Regions from separate parts of the Rattus norvegicus genome. Here region 2 is linked to region 1. The links are chromatin contacts, called in public Hi-C maps. All regions are on one chromosome and are shown on one strand. The core of a region is the stretch at or near the end of the contact, and the rest is flanking DNA. Distances in the headings are between cores, read along the strand shown.

Region 1 (6,544 bases), core at 2,409-4,908:
TCATCCACTGTAAATGTTCTGGAACTAGAACATGGCTGGGGCTCATAGGACCCAACAGCCCCCACAGTCGCACAAGCAGGATCATGTCTATGTCTCTTCTCTAGACAAACTCCAAATTGTGGCCAAATATACATAAAAATTCACCCACTTCTGTTCACACTTGTTAAATATACTCACGATGTGACACAGCTGTCACCACCACCCATGTTCATCTTCTCAAGCCAGAACTGTCCCCGTTAAACACTGCCACTCCATCTTCCTCCCGCCCCAGCTCTTGACAGTCGATGTTCCACTTTCTGCCCACAGATTTGACTACTCTAGGTCGCTCCCGTAACTGGTAACTGGACTCCTGCAGGATCTGTCCTCTTGGGGCTGGTTTGTCTCCTTAGCCATGAGTTTCACCCATGCTGTGTGCAAATGAGCGATCTTCCACTCTATGGATGCTTCCTCTGTTCTTTATCTGTTAGTTGATCTGTGAACACTTGGGTGGCCCTGGCTCCTTGGCTACTGTGTACTGTGCAGCTGTGGGCGCCAGTACAGAAAAGCTTGAGTCTGCTTATAACTTCTATGAGCATAGACATGGAGGCAGAATTTCTGAGTTATAAATTAATTCCATTTAATTTTTGTCTGCCTTCCAAACTGTTTATCACAGTGCTGTACTCCCATCCAAAATGAACCTTCCTTCAGAGACTGGGAGCAGAGTATCCTGCAGCTTCCCCTTTCTCATCCAAGGAACTCCTCAGCCAGCTTACTAAGGGAACGGGTCCTGACTTTCAGCATAACCTGGGCAGACTCAGTATACAGGATCCCCACCGCTGCCCCAATGTACAAAATAGCGTGAAGCACTCCACTGAGGGGCCTTGCCAACTCCAGATCCTGACCAGCCTCACCTACTGTCCCTTCACCCAGACCTACTGAGCGCTCAGGTGGGATCCTCTGAAAGGTACAGGAAGGGCAAACTAGGGAAGGACCCGATTCCATGCGGCTGCGGTGGCTAAGGATCCCGATGCCCCTCCCCCACCTCGCAGTGCTTCTGCCGGGCAAAGCCCGCCAGCCAGAGGCAGCCTTTACCCATCCCCCTTTGCAGCTACTCAAGTCGGATGGTGTGAGCCAGGAGCCCAGAGAGTTTCCCACACTTTGGCCCCATTCACAGTGTTAAACGGCCCACAAAGGCCAGGCGTGTGCCTCAGAGGCCGCCTGGGCTGCCATCTGGCCCGCACTCGGGGAGGCAACCAGCCTTTCATCCGGCTGGGATTTAACACCATTCATTTCATATTTCCCACAACTGAAAATTGGATCAAAGCTGCTAGGGTTGAGGGGGGGTGGCGGTGAGGAGGAGCGGGGGAGGGGGTGGCCCTCCCCGTGGCCCACCCACCACCCTCACCTCTGGAAGGCCAGCTCTCCTAACCCACCGCGGGTGGGCGGGCGGTTGGGGTGGGATGGAGGTTGGACCATATCTCCTGGCACGCGTCTCATTTGGGTGAGGAGCTGGCTCGGGGGAGGGTACTGGAAGAACAGAACACAAGCCTTAGCCAACTGTCCTCACCAAAGTCTTGGGGAGCAAGTCTGTGCCTGGATGACCCTCATATCTGGGTACAGTCTTGGGTCCTTGCTGCCAGCAGCCAGGAGCAATGGTCAGGGCTCACATAGGCTCAGACCCTGGTTCCAGTTGGTGGGTTTCATGCCCTCCCTGGTCTGTTTGCATTCCCTTGGCCCTCTGAACACCTAATCAGGCTCCTGAGCCCTTCCTGCAGGGCATACAGGACAACCACACAGGTTTTCCTGCCCTCCCCACTCCCAGGGATCTGAGATCCACAGCATGGCTAAATTTGACTACCATGCGGTGGTGTAAACTTCTAGTTGGCTGCAAACAAGATTCCAATGAGCACCACCAGGACTCCTCTGCCTTGGAGTCTGAGGGGGCTGCTTGCCCACCACAAAGTGCCAGACACTGCTAGTCCTCAGGATTGTAGAAGCAGAGGCATACAGCCCCAAGCCTCCCTCCTGAACTTACAGAGTACCTCTGCCCTTCAACACCAAACAACCCCTCAGAGAGGAGCTCAGGGAGTGGGTTGGGGTGGGTGCGGGGAGCTCAGGGTCTAGGGGAGGTGAATTCTGTATCTATATCCTGCATTGGACAGACCATCACAGGGTGCCTCAAAGCCAAGCCTTCCCCTCTTGTCTCAGATGCTTCCTTCCATGATAACCCAACAACCCCTTGTGCTAAGAGCTTCTGGAGCGAGGCCTGGTGAATAGACCGCTTACAGCAGTGGGTCACTACCATAGCAGGAGGGGAGGGCACTATGAAGGCCCTTTGGTTCCTGAGCTCAGACATGGCTGATATCCATCCAGAGAACCTTTGTTTCATTCTGCACTGGGTACTGTTCTCTGACACCAGCCTCCTGTTTTGGACCTGGCTAGGTCTTAGGCTGCTCCTAGGAGGAAGCACAGGCCTCATCTCCTCCCTCAGCCCCTGCAGAATATTGGGGAAATAGTATGGGTTCCAGGTGGAGGGACACTCTCACACGGCCATCCTCTAGGTAGGGTCAGCTGGCTAGGCACCACAGTTACCCGTTCTTCCAAAGGGGCCCATCCAGGCCAGCACAGCATTCACATGGGGTCTTCTTCTCAGGTCTGCCACCTTATACCTCCCCACACACAAAATGCTGAGTGAAACCGGAAAACACACACACACACACACACACACACACACACACACACACACACGGGGGTGGGGGCGGGGAGGGCGGGAGTTTTGCCATGAGAGGAGTTAAGGGCAGCCAAGGTTTCCTAGAAGCCACAGACAGCATGGTCCTCCTGTTTCAGAGATGCGTTGTGACACCTGGTGACTGGAGAGCAGTCTAGATATCCTGTGGGTGCCGGGGGTTCCTGCGGGCTTCATGCTAGCAGGCGCTATCCAGCAGATTCAGCTAGCCTGGAAGTATGCCTGGCAGGCTCCACACTTAAGTTAACACCTAGACATTTCTAGCTGTGGAGAAGTCACTCCTCCCAAGTGACAGTTTGGGGAACTGGCAATAAAGCGCCTGAGTCCTAAATCCTAAACACCGTTGTCCCTCTCTCATCCTGTACCTGTGAATGGCACGAAGGCAGCATCTGTTTGAGAGAGTGTGGCCCGCTTTAACCCACTGTGCCTGTGGGCAACAGGTCCCAGCTGGGGAGGGTGCCCACTCCTCTGGAAGCCGCTGTCTGTTCATTGTAAAACTCCCATTTCTCTGCGCCTGTGGCCTCTGCCAGCCAGCGGTGGGGAGCCTCTGGGGAGTGGAAGGGAAGAAGGGAGAGAAGGGGGGAGCACTCCTTCCTGCCCTCCCCACCTCCCCGCGGCCTGGGAAAAGGCAGCATATTGAGGCGCGGGGCTCTCAGCATCAGGCCCCGGGATGCTAATGAGGGCGAGCGCGTTCCCACAGCCCGGACATTGTGCCGCGCGGCCCACCTGCTCCTCGGGGAGCGACCATTGTGCCCGCGCCAATTCACAGGCAATTTAGCGTGCGCTAATGGGCCGGCGCCTTTGTGCGGCCGGCGCCGCCATTGGCCGCTGAGTGTGGGAACGGCCGCGGCGCCCGGACCCCAGGCGCCGGGCCGCTGCCCGCGCCTATATAAGGCTGGCGTGAGGGGGTTCGGGCCGCGCCAGCCCGGGACGCCTGGCTCTGCTCGCTCCGCTCCGCTCGCCAATCGCCTCCAGAGCTCCAGGCATGGCCCCAAGTACCGTGGCGGTGGAGATGCTCAGTCCCAAGGAGAAAAACCGAGTAAGTGCCACTCGCCCGGCGCACGCCGTCCCGTTCCCCCGGGGCCTCCGGCGTCCGCCGCCCACCTGACGCATCTCCTCCCGCAGCTGCGGAAGCCGGTGGTGGAGAAGATGCGTCGGGACCGCATCAACAGCAGCATTGAGCAGCTGAAACTGCTGCTGGAGCAGGAGTTCGCGCGGCACCAGCCCAACTCCAAACTGGAGAAGGCCGACATCCTGGAGATGGCCGTCAGCTACCTGAAGCACAGCAAAGGTGAGCTAGGCGCCTGCGCCCGTGTCCTGCTCCCCACCGGTGTGGCTCCCACCGCGCGCGCCCCACTCATGCCGCTCGGTCTCCCCACAGCCTTCGCCGCGGCCGCCGGCCCCAAGAGCCTGCACCAGGACTACAGCGAGGGTTACTCGTGGTGCCTGCAGGAGGCGGTGCAGTTCCTGACCCTGCATGCAGCCAGCGACACGCAGATGAAGCTGCTTTACCACTTCCAGCGGCCCCCAGCTCCCGCCGCGCCTGTCAAGGAGACCCCGACGCCCGGCGCTGCGCCCCAGCCGGCGCGCTCCTCCACTAAGGCCGCCGCCTCCGTCTCCACCTCGCGCCAATCTGCCTGCGGCCTCTGGCGGCCCTGGTGACCCAGCGGCCGACGGGTGCCTGGAGCTGACCAGAGGACCAGCTCGTTCCTCTGTTCCTCTCGATGTGGGAAGACATTCCCCAGCCGCGTTTCAGCCCCAGGTTGGCCGCAACCTTCTTCCGAAGGCTCCCTCCCCAGGCTGGCTGGCCAGCAAGGGGGGTCATTCTTAGAGAATGTGCGTGCAGAGTTGTCATTTGGGGATAATCAGGGTCCACCCTCTGCCGCCTGTCCGACCCCATGGGGTTGTTTTGTGTTTGCATTTCAGCAAGTGACTTCTGCGAAGTTCCCGGTCGGTTTCCACCGGGTGTTCTATGATATTTGTAGAGTTGGGGGTTGGTTGGCTCACCCCAGCCCATAGAGTAGAGGACTTTCTTCAGGGCCCGTGACTGCTGGGCAAGCGCCCTGCGGGCGGGCTGTGCCCTGGGCACATTTGCCTTTTGTGAAGGCGGAACTGCAGGTGTTTCCTCAGAGGAAAGCACTCAGCCTGCGTGGGTGTAGGACCCCTGGGACCTCACCTTAAGGTCCACATGGCCTTGGCTGTCTGGTGCGCGCTCACAGTGGGCTGTCTGGGAGGGTGGGGTCTCCACGACGATCCTCAAAGGATTCCTTTGTATGGGAGGGTGCGTGTGGGCACAATTTTGTACTTAGAATTTGAACTCTTGGTTATGTGGGAGAACACAAGCTGTTCTGAAGGCTTCTAATAAAATATCAAGCCCTATGCCATGTCTGTGCCTCTCTGTGCATGTCTGTCCTTGGCAGCCACAGGGGTGGCCTGCCTCCCTCGTAAATGGAGGTGGAACAGTGGGATCTACCATGTTTCCAAACCGGGATCAGGACGGGTGCTTGCTGGTGGTCCTCTGACAGAGAAAAAGAGAGGGCAGGAGGAGCATATAGAGCTGTTGATGCTCTCACTGTGAACAAGACCTGGGTAGCTGCTGCGGTTCCCACTAGCTCCCAGGAGGGGGTCGGGGACGGGATCCTAACAACTGCAGACCCTCTGCTCTGTGCACTGAGAGGAAGCTGAAGGCCTAGGTGGATCTCTTGCTGCAGCAAGAGGCTCGGCTGTGCCAAACCTGAGAGAGTATCTGGTCCAGCTCCCGCTTCCCTTAGTATACCTGCTTAGCTATTTCATAAACACCCTCCCTCCCACAAGGTGACTAGGGCCAGGGCCGACCCATTCCATTCAGCCATGAACCTGGTAGGTATGGTCCATTGTCTGAGACAGGCTGTCTGTCTGCTTTAAGGTAGGCTATAGCAGGTCGGTCAAGTTCACAGCTTCCAGGTGTCCCAAAGGCAAAACCCACGGAGCAAAGAGTGGGGAGGATCTGGGTGTGTCTACATGTCTTCTGAGTGACAAAGCCACAGATGTGGCCCCTGCCCTGACTCTAACCTTTCCCACCCCACCCCCTTATTCCTTTCTATCTACTCTGCCAGTGACCACCTGAGGACCCTGCTGAGGCCCACACATAGCAAGCAAGGACAGACAGCCTCATCCGCATTCATTTAGCTTACCACAGGAGCAGCAGAGCATCTATGAACAGGGAAGGAGGCCACTGTCCTTGTGGAGTGTCCTTCTAAACACAGGCCTGAAGCTGCTGGGTCGCCTCACTCTCAGGAGCCCTGCCACCCTGGAGCAGGCTCTCCCATCCAGAATATGTCCACTCTGTTGGTATGCACATACAAAGCTTCCTCCTCCCTGAATCAATCTAGATATATGGTGACTGAGCCTGTACATCGCCTCAAACCTGTGCTCCAGGAACCGGGCAAGTCAGTCAGTGTCAGCCTGCAGACAGAACCTGAGAGCAAGATATTAAGTTACGAGAAGGGCCTCTTGGAGGACACAGTGCTCTCTCTCAAGGGACCTAAGTCAACAGGCACTGCAGATCACCTCCACTTTGAAACCCTGCCCCCTCTTCCAGGCACCCCCCACACACACACACTTTCTGCAGATTGTCATTGAAGTGCCGATCTTCCCAGTTTCAGACACATGTCTCTATCCCATATCCCTTCCCTATAGCTGGGCACTCCTCGAGAGTAGAGTCCTTAAAACTACTCCAGTTTACATGGGAGTTTTAGCACTGAAGGTCACGCGTCCTTGGGAAACCAGGATGATGGGGTGACCCTAGCAGAAACCACAGCAGCTTGCAGGGTCAACCTC
Region 2 (6,627 bases), core at 1,828-4,327, 290 kb after region 1:
CTGGCGGATCCTGCGATGTTTCCCAGGCAACTGTCTCATACAGCCTGTCTGCCTGGCACTCCCACACCCCATAAATGCCGCCGTGCCTGGATCCAGGCAGCCTTGCCTGCTTGGCACACACAGGCCAGCAGGTGTGGGGAATGCAGCCCGTTGTCAGAAGGCCACGCAGGCAGAGAGGCAGCTCAGGCCTCTTGGACACCCTCACGCAGTCAGTGAGTATGGCTGGGGTGCCCTGCGTAGATGCCACGCTGTTCTACCTCACAGTAAGTGTGGGGAGATCTGAGTGGCATGGCTAGAGTATGTCCCCGGGCATGCTGGCCTCTACAGGTTTCACTCGAAAGCTAACCCTAACCTGTGTCCTTTCTGGACTTGGACACCGACAGGTGCTGTCACTGTCATGACCCATTTGTCCAGTAAATTAATGGTAAACCCGGTTCCCAAGAAGGCAAGGAGAATGTTGGAAGTCAAGCAGGACTTGGATGACCCCAGCAGCTTCCAACTGGGGTTCTGATGGACGGGTTCACCTAGTCCACCAGCTTACCAGCCCCTGTTGACGGCAGAGATCAATCTGGTGACCAGCTTTGCTAGTGAGAAAGTCAGGATTCTGTTAATACCACCTTGAGAAAATAGCTTGCTGAGACACCAACCCGGCCGGCAGACCCTCGGCACTTCTGAGACTAGCTTTGGAGGGTGGAGTTTAGGCTTTTCCTCCAAGAAAATACGGTCTAATGATGGACAAGGCCAAAGAGAAAAAGGTGGGCTCAACCTGGGTGTGGGTGGGCAGATGCAGGCAGCTTTACTGCTTCCCACACTGGGTCACTTTCTGCATCACCAGTGTGTCTCCTCCAAAGGGCCGAAGTATCCTTTTGTAACTGTGAATCTTGGCTCAGAAGGAAAGTTGTTTCTGCAATGCAAGGGTTAATCCCAAGCAGAAAGTATTTTCCAGTAAATTCCTTGTCACCACAACAGATAGCTCCAGGAGAGTGAAATCCTTTCACCGTATTCAATCTTAGGTTTTTAAATTTTTTTCTTTTAATTTATTTTGTTTTTCAAGACAGGGTTTCTCTTTGTGTAACCCTGGCTGTCCTGGAACTTGATTTGTAAACCAGGCTGGCCTTGAACTCACATTGAGCCACATGCTTCTGCCTCCTGAGTGCTGGAATTAAAGGCAACACCACCACCTGGCTTCAACTTTACATTCTGGAGAGATAGCTCAGTGGTTAACAGCACTTCACTGCTCTTCTAGTGGTCCCAGTTCCCAGCAATCACATGGTGGCTCACAACCATTTATACTGGGATCTGATGCCCTCTTCTGGCATGCAGGTGTAGGTGCAGCTAGAGCACTTACATACATATTTTTTTTTTCTTTTTCTTTTTCTCAGAGCTGGGGACCGAACCCAGGGCCTTGCACTTGCTAGGCAAGCGCTCTACCACTGAGCTAAATCTCCAACCCCCATAAATATTTTTTTAAAAATTCCTTCCTCTGTGGTGTGAGCATACACACCATAGTGGAGGTCAGGAGACAACCTCACTTTCCATATTGTTTAAGGCAGTCTCCTCTTTGGTTCCTGTCTCTGCTCATCTCAAAGTACCCTGGGAGTCCAGACTTGTGCTGTCCGGCATGGTTTCACGTTGGTTTTGAGAACTGACCTCAGGGCCTCATGCTTGCACAGACACTTTGCCCACTGAGACATCTCCTCAGTCCAAATTCAACTTTTTGCTTTTTTGTTTTTGTTTTTGTTTTTTTTTCAGAGCTGGGGACCAAACCCAGGGTCTTGCGCTTACTAGGCAAGCGCTCCACCACTGAGCTAAATCCCCAACCCCTTGTTTTGTCTTGAGACAGGATCTTTCTTCATAGCCCTGTTATCCTGGAACTCACTCCACAGAGCAAACTCATAGAGACCCTCCTGCCTCTGCCTCCTGAGCACTGGGATGAAAGGTCTGTGCCAGCACCGTTCAAATTAAACTTTTAAAGCCTTTCTTGGCAATACTTCGCAGACAGCTGGGACAAGGTCACTGCTGGGGCTGCTCATTACCCTGCTTCTACCTCCTCAGGTTCTAAAGATGGTTGGATTGGGGCTGGAGCGACGATTTAATGGTTAAGAACATTTCCTTTCTTTCTTTCTTTTTTTTTTTTTTTTCGGAGCTGGGGACCGAACCCAGGGCCTTGCACTTGCTAGGCAAGCGCTCTACCACTGAGCTAAATCCCCAACCCCAGTTAAGAACATTTGCTCCTCTTTGCAAAGGATCCAGGTTCATTTCCCAGCATCCGCATGGTAGCTCGCAACTGTAACCACAGTTCTAGGAGATCCAAGATCTTTTCCCACCTCTGTGGGCAGCAGACACATACCGCACAGATATCTGCTCTCGGATCCTTAGGAGATTAAACTTGCTGATCCTCTTCAAGCCTACAGAGATAGAAGACAACCTCGGTCCGGAATCCATCCCCGACCCTGGCCTGGACACAATTTCCAGGTTGTGGAACCTGGAAGTACTCACAGTAGGGGTGATCTCACCTAAAGATGAGAGGCAAAGTTCTGACTGGAGGAAGAGCCAGGAAAGGGGTTAGGGAGTCAGATGGTTGCAGGACAGGCTTTTGGACCGTCCCTGACCCCTGGGGGCTTTGCAGTAGAATGCTATTAGCGAATCCCAATGCGTCTGTCAAAGTGCCTGGGCTTTTGCTGCCACCAAGTGATGGGTTGCAGGATTGCAGGGCGGGTTATTGGCTAGGTAGGAAACCGGGGATTTTCTCTCTGAGCCTTCATCCCCTGGGCTTTGAGGTTTCATTGCCTCTCTCTTTGGTAGAAAAACCCAGTTCCTTCTATAAGAAGAAGAGGAAGATGATGGCAAAACTGGACTTGGGAATCTGGCCCTGTCCATGGGGCCCTCCTGAGAAAGGCCAAAGAACTGGAAACTGAGGCAGGGCATTGTCTAGTACCACTGGGAGGTGCCATCAGCAGGGCAAGCCTGACAGTTCTCAGCACGTGTTGACAGATGGGAGCCCAGGCTCCAGGGTCTGCACAGGGTCGGGTGGGTCCAATCTCGCACCCCTGCAAACTGGAGGTCAGCTCCACGCTGTCGCGACTCTCCCTCAAGGCGGCAGCCTCGTGTTCCCAACGGTTGGGATCTCGGCGCCTTAGATTTCCAGCGCCACAAAAGGGAGCTGGCACTTGGCAGAGCGGAGAGCGGGGGCTCTGGAAGCCTCCGGAGCGGGTCCCGGTCGGAGGGCGGGTCTGGCTGTAAGTCTCACTTCCGCCGGACGCTCTTAGGAGAAGGATGGAGGAGGAGCGGAGGCTGCGGGGGAGGCTGAGCCGCCGCAGGCCGCCCGCAGGGGGCGGGTGAGGCGGGACAGAGCGGAGGGGTGGGGTCCTGGGGGCTTTGGAAGGAGGTGGGAGCCTGGGAAGGCGGTGGGGACGCCGCGACGTTCCCGCCTAGCTGCGGGGTTCCTCGCACACGTGCATCGCGCTACTAGCCACGCTCCGCCTCTCTCCGGGCGCGGTCGCTTCTTCCGCCCCAACCCTGCAGTCCCCATCGCCACCTCCGCCACCCCTCTTTCCGTCGCCTATTTAGCCTCTCCTTTCGCAGCTCCAGGCTCCATTTCCTCCTAGAGTTCGTTTACCCTTCAACGTGAGGTTCATTCCTGTCCCCTTACTATGGGCTCCCTCCTCCTCCATTACTCCACTGTGGGCTTGCTCCCCACCCCAGCCTTGTTGCCCCTCACTGTAGAACCAACCCTTCGTGACATCTACCATGGATCCCCTGGCTGACCCTTCTTATGATTCCCAGGCCCCCTAACTGCCGCCCCTGGTTTCTCTCGGAGGAAAGTAAGAGTGAGCCGTGGGCTGCTCTGCTGCGCAGCACCGTGGGCGGGAACACGGATTGGACCCCGAACAGTCAGCCATTACCACCGCTGCCTGCTTTTCCCAGCCAGGTGTGTCCAAAAACACTAAGCCGGGATGACTCCGGAGAGGGATCTCAGGCCCTGGGGAGGTCATGGTGTTGGTGGCTATGACCTTAAGGGCACTGCTTTTCAGGAATCTCTGCCTGACCCAGAGTCCACTGTGCCTCCTGAGGTCTTCACTGTAGGATCCAAGACTTTTTCCTGGACGCCTTTTCCGCCTGCCCTTCGTGGCTCTGGAAGCTCCTGCCGCCTGTTACGTTGTCCTGAAGGCTCTCCGGGGTCACCTGCTCCATCCCTGAAAGGATGCCCTGCACTGGATTCCCGTCAAACTCCCAGCACCCAGGAGTGTGTGCAGAGTCAACTTGTGTTGCTGAACTGCCCATTGTGCCAGAAGGCATTTGACCCGAAGTGAGTGTCCCATCCCAGACCTCAGGCTGAAGACTTAGCTGGATGTAAGGCCCACTGGCTTAGGAGGCAAAGAGAGTGCCTGGTGGGGCTCAGGCCTTTTGTTTATGTAACTAATTTTTAAATTATAAATATTTACATACATGTGTGCCTGGCACGCATGCATGTGGAGGTCAGAAGACAACTTCTTGAAGTCTGTTCTGGCCTTCTATCACGTGAGTCCAGGGGTTGAACTCAGGTCCTCAGATTTGCTGAGCCTTTATTTGCTGAGCTTTCTTGCTAGTCCTGGTTAATCAAGCACAGAGTTGGCTTGATTAAATAGCTGTCAGAACATGAGGCAGGTGGGACCCTAGTTCAGAGCCCAACAGGCTCCTCCAGATGATTACAAAAGAAATTGTGCTGAGCTGGAAGTGGAGGCTTATGTGCTTTTAATCCCAGCCTTTGAGGGACAGATGTCTGAGTTCCAGGCCAGCCTGGTCTACATAGTGAATTCCGGAACAGCCAGTGCTATGTAGAGAGAGATCCTGTCTCAAAAAAAATGTGCATATTTATTGTTTGTGTAGTATATGTACATGTTCAGAGGGTTTGTACACAGAGGTGCTAGGGTGGGCTACACAGTGGGCTCAGGATACGCCTGTCTGTCCTGCCACCAGTACCTGTATCACGAATGTATACAGCCTTTTACATTGGTAATGTTTGCATAGAAGGTACGTTACCATTAACTGAGCCATCTTTCTAACCTCCAAAATGTGGCTTTTAAAAAAAAAAATCAGATTCAAGCCTTTATGAATTTGGGAGGGTCCCCAATCCCACCCCTCGACAACAGCTCTCTACTCATACCTATATAGCTGAGACAAGGGGGATGTTGACAGGGCTGCCTTGAGTCAGGTTATGACTGTACCCAACTGGGGTCCTGTTTATGTGACAGTGAGTGATTTGTAAAGCTGACACCTCTGTGCTTCTTACCAATCAAGAGACCCAGGGGCAGAAGCTGAGGGCTTAAGCCCTTTTGGGGAATTCATTCTCGAAGAGCCCATCAGATTCCTGATTATGTCAGGGCTCCCGCTCTTGTTCCGGGACAGCCTTTTGTCTGTGCTGTCCTTTGGTGTGTCTAAGAAAAGACTCTTGGAAGATAGGGCCATTGAAGAGGGGGCTCACTCCATCCGTTGGGTGCTGTTCAAGCAGCCATTTGAGAGCTTGGCAAAGCACCCTGCTTTTTTTTTTTTTTTTTTTTTTTTTTTTGGTTCTATTTTTCGGAGCTGGGGACCGAACCCAGGGCCTTGCGCTTCCTAGGCAAGCGCTCTACCACTGAGCTAAATCCCCAACCCCAGCACCCTGCTTTTTAAGGGTAGGTGTCAGCGAGGTAGGCTCAAGTCTTAGCAAGTCCGCAGTGCTTATAACATCTTCATGTTGAGCTATAAAGAAACTGGGATGTATTTGGTCAGACTCACCTGAGGTGGCAGCCAGGTCACCAGACTGACTTGGGGGACATCATGTCCCATGCCCTTCAAGGAGTTTCCTTCCGTTTCTGCCCCACTGCAGGGTGTTCTGGGGCTGAGATGGCAGGGATGTTGTCCCAGTGGGCAAGAGCTGTTAAGGAGGCAGACTGGCTCTGGGCAGGTCAGCTCGACACAGCGAGCTGTCATATTGTCTTCTGAGGCAATCTGTGCAGACATTGCTGCCCAGCTGAGCTGGCACTGGGGATGCCCCTCAGGTAGGACCACTCCATTCTCTTTCCTTCCTTTAGCACAGCATGAGCCACGCTGTTTTATTCCTAAAGGCGGCAGGAATTAGATACTAGGGTTGGCAATGCAGAGTGTTCTCTGTCCTACGATCTTGCTGCTGTACTTGGATACTTCAAAAATTTATTCCCATCTTTGGGGACCCGGGTGCAGTATCCCCAGTTTACCAGCCTGCAGATACTCAAGTCCTTTTTTTAAATTTCATTTATTTATTTTTTTACATAAAACTATTGTTACTTCGTAAGTCCTACATCTCTGCGCATGTAGGACAGTGCGCATCTCTGTCTCTGCATGTCTGTCTGTCTGTCTGTCTGTCTGTCTATCTTTCTCTCTCTATCTGTCCATCTGTTCCCCCATAACCCCTGGTTGTCTGTCTCCCTGCCCTTTTATTTCAGTATGTAGCCTAGGCCTTGAACATCAGAGCCCAAGCTGTCTTCTCACCTCAGCTTTCAGAGTAGCTGGGATAACCAATGTGTACCATGCCTAGCTCATGTTGTGACTCTCAACGGTACAGTCGATAACTGGCATGAGTCCATGTTGGTTTGCTATAACCAGGGATGGGCTGTGTCCAGGAGTTAG

Evidence for each region. A called contact is a pair of places that touch in the nucleus more often than the background predicts.
Region 2: a contact with region 1 is called in a Hi-C map of frontal cortex, with 2.6 times the contacts expected there. The contact joins the promoter of Faap20 here to the promoter of Hes5 in region 1. A contact is called at or near these places in 4 of 12 Hi-C or Micro-C datasets (Schwann cells, frontal cortex, mammary epithelial cells and 1 more).

Annotation. Positions count from the first base shown.
Region 1 is chr5:170,800,919-170,807,462 of GRCr8, forward strand. Hes5 (hes family bHLH transcription factor 5) reads left to right here and starts at 3,659. Exons shown (of 3, transcript NM_024383.1): 1 at 3,659-3,764; 2 at 3,851-4,016; 3 at 4,107-4,426. The coding sequence starts at 3,711. The coding sequence ends at 4,387.
Region 2 is chr5:171,087,888-171,094,514 of GRCr8, forward strand. Faap20 (FA core complex associated protein 20) reads left to right here and starts at 3,078. Exons shown (of 4, transcript NM_001108698.1): 1 at 3,078-3,338; 2 at 3,787-3,931; 3 at 4,035-4,309. The coding sequence starts at 3,277.